Regions from separate parts of the Bactrocera dorsalis genome. Here region 2 is linked to region 1. A link is a contact called in public Hi-C data. All regions are on one chromosome and are shown on one strand. The core of a region is the stretch at or near the end of the contact, and the rest is flanking DNA. Distances in the headings are between cores, read along the strand shown.

The links. A called contact is a pair of places that touch in the nucleus more often than the background predicts.
Region 2: a contact with region 1 is called in a Hi-C map of whole body, with 5 times the contacts expected there. The contact joins the promoter of LOC125778704 here to the enhancer-like site in region 1. A contact is called at or near these places in 2 of 2 Hi-C or Micro-C datasets (both in whole body).

Annotation. Positions count from the first base shown.
Region 1 is chr5:47,460,454-47,464,664 of ASM2337382v1, reverse strand. No RefSeq gene overlaps it. Among protein-coding and RNA genes, the nearest start is that of LOC105224283, 13 kb to the right of the region's middle. Within about 2 kb of position 2,029, the one cell type or tissue checked has open chromatin away from gene starts, as enhancers often do.
Region 2 is chr5:47,517,482-47,521,692 of ASM2337382v1, reverse strand. It overlaps LOC125778704 (putative uncharacterized protein DDB_G0277255), which reads left to right and starts at 2,109. Exons shown (of 2, transcript XM_049457764.1): 1 at 2,109-4,110. It overlaps LOC105224284 (E3 ubiquitin-protein ligase rnf146), which reads right to left and starts at 738. Exons shown (of 4, transcript XR_007422877.1): 1 at 1-738.

The DNA.
Region 1 (4,211 bases), core at 780-3,279:
ACAATAATCTAATTCCAACATCTTCACACTTTATTACTCGTTATCCAACCTTACAACTTCTCACCTATCTCGCACACGACAGCATTCTAACTAGAATTGTGTCTGCTGCACAGCCCAACAGCCCCGTTATAACCGTCTGCTTTCACAGAGCTGGATTGATTTCATCCATCCGGACGACATGACCTTATGTCTATGTCGTCGTATATTTCGTACAGTTCATCTTTCTATTGACTGCGGTATTCGCCGTTGCCAATGCGCAAATTACCATAAAGCTTCCGCAAAACCTTTCTCTCGAAAACTCGTAACGCCGACTCATCAGATGTTGTAATAGACCAAGGCCCTGTGTCATATACATAGGGCGGGGATGTTGAGTTGTAGAATTTGGCCTTGACAAGAGTTATTCTGCGTTGGATTTCGATGGTTGGTTTTAATACGGGTTCAAAGATAGACGAAATTATCTGCGACTTCGAAGTTATGACCGTCAACAGTGAGGTGGGCGCCAAATCGCGAGTTTGACGAGTGTTTGTTTAATGACAGGAGATATTTCATCTTGCCCTCGTTCACTACCAGACTTGCTTTGCTTTCTTATCCAGTCTGGAGAAAACAAAACTAACGGCGAGTTGACCTGCTGATTGATTTTAGATTGGAATCATGACCGTAATTTTGAAAAACAAGCTTACATTGAAAAAAGCTCGCCGCCGGGGGTACACTGCGCTGTCGAACCAAAACATTCAAAAGTTCCTTTTACATTTACCTCACCTTAGCGTAGGTTATCAAGTCCTCGTAAAAAGAGTTAATTAAACTCACCACAAATATGTAAATATTCTTTTATGTACATATGTATTTATGTTTCGAAGTGCTTACATTTTCCTAGCATTATCTTTGCTCATAGCGCTGCTTACTTACACTTTCCATTAATAGAAACAGGAAGTATTTTCCCACCCCAAACTGCTCAGCTGTTAGTGATGGCATCTTAAACCACACATACACACACACTTAAAAGCTTAACCACCAACCAAATATTTAATGTACATAGGGTCACTTACGCTTTTGTCAAACGTACTCTCCGGTTCTGGAAGATGTTGATGGTGCTGGTGATGACTACAACTGTAAACACCCACTAACCTACATTTCAAGCAAGAAACACAGCTGTAAATTTCCGTTAGCACGTGTACTAGCAGAGGCTTCCTATATAAGTATGTACATAAGTATGTCTGCTTGTATTTATCCCGCCCCCTTTGCGGCCATTGGATTTCCCTCTACGCGTGTACACTAACCAAACCCGACACTCATATTTCGTATATCCTACGACCACCTCAACACACTCCTTCGCGCATTTTTCTTTTATTTTCCTGCTTTATGTTGTTTTTTTGTCGTGTGTTGTTGCAGCTACACCGCTATGTTGTTAATCGCCAACTGCATTATAATCATACCCTACGCCCCATTTCCGAAAACTTCCCATCATCTTAAAAGCATTCATACATACATATACATATATATACAAACGCATACATATATGCTACATGTAAATATGTATAAATATATACAAACTGTCTATATTGACGAATTTGAATCGCGTGTATTGGGCCAGCGGGGGTGTAGGCCACGTGAGGTGCGACACGCTCACGAAGCGCCGAACGGCGAAATTAATCTATCTAACATAGACCTGAATCTGTAGCGAAAAGTAGGTCAACACTACACTTTCACTTATTACATTATTCAATGATGATGTATTTGTTGTTGCCATATTCGTACGTCGTTTCGTGGTTGCGCTCTTAGCACACACACACTTATATAAATGTATATGAGTACCAGCGATTCACTTAACTTCGCACCAAACCCCCGTCTTACCGGCAATTTATGCAACAAACTCAGAGCTTACGCTCAGCATGAGAGCGTTAAACAAGTGAGAGCGCTAATCGAGAGCATGCGATGCCGTAATAGTTTGCTTGTGTGCGTGTAAGTGGGGTAGGCCAGATTAATGTGGGGCAATGCGAGTGTAAGTGGAGTAGGACTAGTGCGGGTCGCGTCGGGTGTGTTGTAAGGCGCTACTTACTTTACGAAGCGAATTATTTGCATGCAACTGAGCGCTCGTATAAAGAGCGCCGTAGAATGACTGAGAGAGTTCACTATAGACTGTTGGCGCTCGGGTGGGTGTAAGATCTTCAAGACAAACTATGAAAAGCTTATAGTTATAAGCGCAGTCTCTGCCGCCGCTGTCAGTTTGAAAACACGCTTGCTGTTTTGGCTTAATTGCTAATAACTTCGTGTGCAGCGCGCCAACAGCTGGCGCCGAAGTTAGCGTTTGCTGCTACAACAAGCGCATCAACAGAGACGACAACTATTAGCAGCGAGCACAATTAACAGCAACTACAAACATCAACTGCATTCCGAGCGCAGTGAGCGCGCGGCATGAGACGCCGAGTCGCGCAATGCTCAGCTATTATTTCATACCGAAAGCAAAAGTGAATTCTTTGGCTTTGGGTTTTTGGGTCGCCTCGTTTGCTATGCATGTGTGTTGGAGTGTGTGTGTGCCGATGCATGCGCTTTGTGTGTGAATGTGTTTGTTTTGACGTTTGCTGACGATGTGGTGTTGCTGCAATGGAAGAGCTTTCGTTTTCAATAAAAATATGCTCTCTATCGCCGTTGTGTACAGAGTTGCCACGATTTTCGAAGCACTAAGCATTCTTGATATTGGGCGAAAGTTTAAAGCAATTTATATTTCTTATTTGAATCATGGTGATTTTTATGTGATTTAAAAATGTTTAATTGTTGAGGATTTTTTAAATTTTATTTTAATATAATTAACATTTTATGTGATGTAAACTTTTAAAATTACATTAGCCTTTCAATAATATCAATTGAATAAATGAATATTGTAAAGGACCTAATAATCAATTTCAGTCCTTGTCACGAGTGCAGTGCCTCCTTATTCCTCCTTAGCTTCAAATTTAGATTCTTGTAACGAACTGAAAGGCTTTAAATAAATAATGTAAAATTATTGAACAAATCTGGATATCATGTTAGCTTCGGAACTACTTATTTACATAACAAACGTTAAATTAAATGTCTCTCACTATTAGAAAGAAAACCATTGAGCTCATTATGGAAATGAAAATCTTCTCATAAATTTCATTACTCTTTCCTGTTCGGCTTAAATACGCGAAGCACTTATGTAGATCTGTCGAGTGAAATCAAGGCAAGAGACGAAGAAAACTTTTGAATTTTTTTTTTATATGAAAATCCTACCACTAAGTGAACGTCTAGTAAACTTATATAATAATATGAAAAATAAGCGGCGGTTGCATACTATCATACATAAAATCTGATTAATATAATATTTTTAAGTAGTTCGACTGTCTGTATATACCGATTTAGCCATGTCCGTTTGTCTATATATACGCTTACTAATTTTCCCTCAGTTCTTTGAGATATTGATCTGAAACTATTTTTCTTTTAAAACAGCTGCTCAGAAAAGAGTTGACATACGATTTAATAATGAAATTTGAGGTAATACGCGAGAAATCTCCGAATACCATATTCGACGAATTTGAAAAATGCAATTTGGTTTATATGTACAGAAGCTAACCGAGACGAACTATGCGATAATGCAGAGGATTGGGCATGGAATACATTTTTTTTACTCTCTACCAAGTGTTTAATGTTTTTTATCCTCAAGTGTAAGCCCCGTAATCGAATATATGAAATTGCTAGATTTGTGTAAGATATTTAAGGGGTTAATTTTGAAACATAACATTTTCTACATCTTCTATAGACACATTAAATATGTCGGTTTTTGCGAATTTGGTTGCTGATAGATAGACTTGCGTTCTAAAATATGAATGAATATTGTGCCATTTATTAGTAGAAGATTAAAGTAGAAAGATTAGTCGGTATCCTTACCCACTGATTTTTCGATAAACACATAATGCAAAGCCAATATATACATACACTGCAACTAATGCTATTCTAGCCATCGCAATAGATCATTCGGCCGAAATAGGTCTCATATAATATTTTCTATGTACTCCTCCAGGCAATATTTTTAATCACTACCAAAATCACGGCAACCCTGCTGTATTCTTTCTCTCACCTCTGCCTCTACCTCTCTCTTCACTTTAGTTGGCCGCAATATTTCTTTTGTGCATTTCATTTGCTCATTGACAACTTGCAGAGTCATCTCCACTGCCAACTCCGACTTGAAGATGCAA
Region 2 (4,211 bases), core at 860-3,359, 57 kb before region 1:
CACGCATAGGAAACAAAAGATATGCCCACATGGCAGGCGCGCTGGGTGTATACATGCTTGTAGGCATATTGGACACTCGATCGCCGCTGAAGGTCCTGCAACATCTTCATCATTAGGTGATTGCTCCTCCGGACTGCTATCCACATTTATAATTGACGCAGCAGCAGCAGCAGCAGCTGTCTTAGACGTAGAAGGGGTTGGGCTGCTGTTGCATAGATCGATTACGGCATCAGCTGCGGTAACATTTTCTCCCATTGTTGTAGTTGTTATTGAAGCACTTGATGTTGCAGCCACTGACGTAGTAGGCAATTGCGAATTCGGTTCAACCTCGAACGGCACAATTACTGCTGCATTTGCTTCGTCGCGCATTGTCATCACTCTGGGAACAGAGGCTATAACGTTGCCGCCGTGCTCCAGACTGCCGTTTAGTTCTTCACTTTGCTCCATTCATAAAATTTCCACTCTCTTAAATAATGTACAACTTTCCACTTTATTTATTGCTAAACAATTGCGAAAACGTTTTACACAATGTTGTTTTAATTTGTACACGTTTACTTATTACTTTTACTATTCTTTGCTTCGTTTCACTGCGCGTCTACTAAAACACAACGTATTTAGTTTCCGACAAAAAGCAGACAACACAATTAATTTATCAGCAAATGTGAGGCAACAAGAATTATTTTGATGTTTTCATTTTTTACATATTCGCTTAGGTCTGGCCAAAATTCGCCGTAGAAGATTGCAAACAGGTGGAGTAGTCAGAGAACGTACCGTCAGATGTCGCTGCTGTTTGTAACAAACAATGTTGCCGTACCGCTATATATTTGCGTTGCCGTTTTATTTAGAAGAAGAAATGCTCTTGAGAAGCAATTAAACGGATTCTTAATTAAAAGAGAGGTTAATAAATTTACAATAACAAATATAACAATAACACAAATCATATAAAAATACGTATGCGAAATATATGAAAATAAGTATACGAAATTTCAAGTATATAAATTATTTTACATAAAAAAACATGTACGCCATTTATCTATTTGTTTTTAAATATAGACAAACTGGTGGTTTGTTCCTCTGTGTTGGAATCCAGCGGCAGTTATTTCTTTATAAAGCGACAACGCCCGAAGTTATTTAAAAAAATCGATCTTTGGTTCGAGGTGCGTGGTCTACGTAATACTAAAGCGGCCAGTGAAAGTTCGCTTTTAGTCGCCACCGCTTTACTATTTGTATATATGTATATTGTTCAAAGACAATTTATGGGTTAACTAACTGTATATCCGCTTTCGGCCATATTATGTCATTTGAAGTCGGAAACGGATGTTTCGCATCACGGCTCACACCACTTCCAACCATTCGAATTCTTCTGTTTTGCTTTTGTTTTCATCGACATGCATGCATACAAGCGAAAGGCACACTGAAGAGAAAAGCTTATACGCTTCTATTTGAATGTCAATAACAAAAACTTGAATTTACGCGCTTTTGCCGCGACTAGCTATTGCAAAAAAGCTTTCGCAAAAGCTTCCGCCAAAACTTTTAGCATTGAATGTTGCTGCTGATGCTTGATTAACGCGTACACGGCTGCTGCCGTCCTTGTTCTTCAAATGATTTTTTAAGGCCAAGTGCAAGTGACGAACCAAACTTCGCCTCGTCCGCGGCGCGTTCACAACGGCAGCTGTTCGAAAAAATCAAAGTGGTTGTGCCTTAGTAGCTGTGCGTGTGTGTTTGTGTGTCATATATGAAAATAAGCACAAAAGAACGAGCAAAACTTTACTTAGTTTTTACACTTTCCACTTTGCGTTGATTTTCGTGTATCCAGAACATTTCCGCTGCGCGCTCTCCGCGACTCCATCAGCCACACAGTACGATAGCTTACCAGCATAACAGCTAAACGGCGCTCCAACAGAGACAACCACAACCATATCCTCATTGACAGTGCGACTGACTTAGTGGTCGTTTTATATTATTTCCTTCTTGTTCTTGCCGTATGTGTGTATGAATATTTTTGTCTTTATTTTTATTTTTAGTATAACATGAGTATGTGTGCTGTATATTCTTGTTCTGTCACTGTGTTTCTGTGTCGCTGCCGTTGTTGGTGTTTTTATGCCTTGTCTTCTGTACTCTGTCTTCTATCGCCTATCGCACATTGTGCGCTGTCGCCCGTTTCGTGCCCGTGCCCGTATGTTCGCTGCAACGTTTGCGTTCGCCTGTGTTCCCGTTCCGTTCGCATTCGTGTCAGTCGAGATTGAGAGTGCGAATTTGGCCTACAGACCTAATTTTCTGTCTGCAGCCAAAACAAACCCAATTAAATACCTAAAAATCGCGTTGAAATTTAAGTGAACTATTTAAATAAACTAATAAACAAGTGCTACGCAATGTGAGGCGACAATTCGATGAGCGCATACAATACAAAATACGCAATAAAAAAGTAGGAAATCGTTTTCTTCGTCACTTCATTGGTGTGAACTGTGCGAATTGCACAATTATAGCGAACTTTTTTTTGTTGCTTCCACTTATATCAAAAAAAGTACACAAATTGAAGCAGTGAAGTTGAGCAATGCTTGGTGTTTAGGTGGCGGAGTGCGGCGGAGTGTGTAAGAAATTATCGCGTACGCGTTCGGGAGCAACCGCGAAGTGCGCGCTGCATATGTTTGTGTGTGTATGTGCATGTCAAGTAGTTGGTGTTGCGAATAATGTGCATTGTTGTTATTGTGTCATAGCTCCCCCATATACATACAACTGTATGTATGTACCCCTCCCACAGGCACTAGCGCATACTGTGCTTCCAAGCGCTGACATACCGTATGTACATATGTATGTCCATAATTCGCGCTGTGTGCGCTTGCAGCTGTGTGTATACGAAGCTCAGACGGACGGCGACGTCGGACGACGAGCCGATAACTAGTTGTGACGGCTGCTGCTGCCGCTGCTACAGCTGCAAGATATTTTTTGAATTGGACTGCAATTTGCAATGCCATTCTGGAGCTTTCGCAGCGCAGCGGGATTAGTGTTCCTAGTAATTGTGTGCTAATAAATCGCTAAAGAAAAGCGAAAATAAACGCATAACGCACGTAGCAAAGCGGTAACCAAAGCGGCCAGTGTACAGTGCGCTCGTAATATTCATCCGCCGCGGTGTACCGCATGTGAAAAAAATGTGCATAATTTTGATTAGAAAACAGTATAAAGTGTATAAAATCATATTAGATGTGAAAGAGAGCTTCAAAGGCATGAGTGTGTGAAAATTAGTGCAAGTTCATGTGCGGAACTTACAAACATACAAACATACATATGTACGATATAAGAAGGAAGTATATACAGCTAGAAGAACAGATGTGAATGCGCTGTATTCCTGCAGGCAGACAGTCGGTAAGGTGAACCCAAGTAACCAGCAGGCTTGGAAGTGTTTTATAGTGCGACGCAGCAGCGCAATGGTGTGGCCAACAGAACGCGATTCAAGTGAAAGGAAGAAACAACAACTTGGCTGGTAGGTTGGCTGCTTTGTATGCTGGTATTAGCCCTGCTAGATGCTGTAGCACAATGTATAGCCATAGTAGTGCGAAAATATTATAAGGAAGAGGAAGAGGTGTACGTATTTCCAGCACGTCCGTGTCCGTATATATCGCTAGGCTGCTATGCATAGAGAACGTTACGCAGCCGAAGAAGAAGCAGAATAAGAGGCAGACGAAAAAGCAGCGGAGGCAACCAGTAAATACATGCACACGTATGAACAAATGTGTATTGGAAAATAGAGGGGTTAGTGCGGAAATACAAGCACATATATACACACTAAAAATCACTACCACTATAGTACATACACCTATTGCGCTACATACATACTGTCAAACGCTGTATAAACGCACGGTGAGCTTTTGCAGCCAGCCAGCGCACAGGCGGAAACTGTTGCTTGAATAGAACGAAGCGTAAAGCAAAGCAAATAAACATTGTGGTTGCCAATAAGTGAATACGAACGGAGGGAACGGTGGCGGGCAGCGGACGCACAATACTAAAATCCACTAAGCACATGCATATATGCGCAAACCGTAAGCATTGCAAAAGCTAGCAGCCATTTAGTTAGCTAGTCAACGTGTACGAGCGAGACAGCGCGTTTGACGCGTAAGTGTGTGCGTGTGTGTGTGCGCGCGAAGCTGAAAGTAGAAGTAGAATTAGCAGTAGCGCAACTTGTAGTAGAGAATCAATTATGTATGTATGTATGT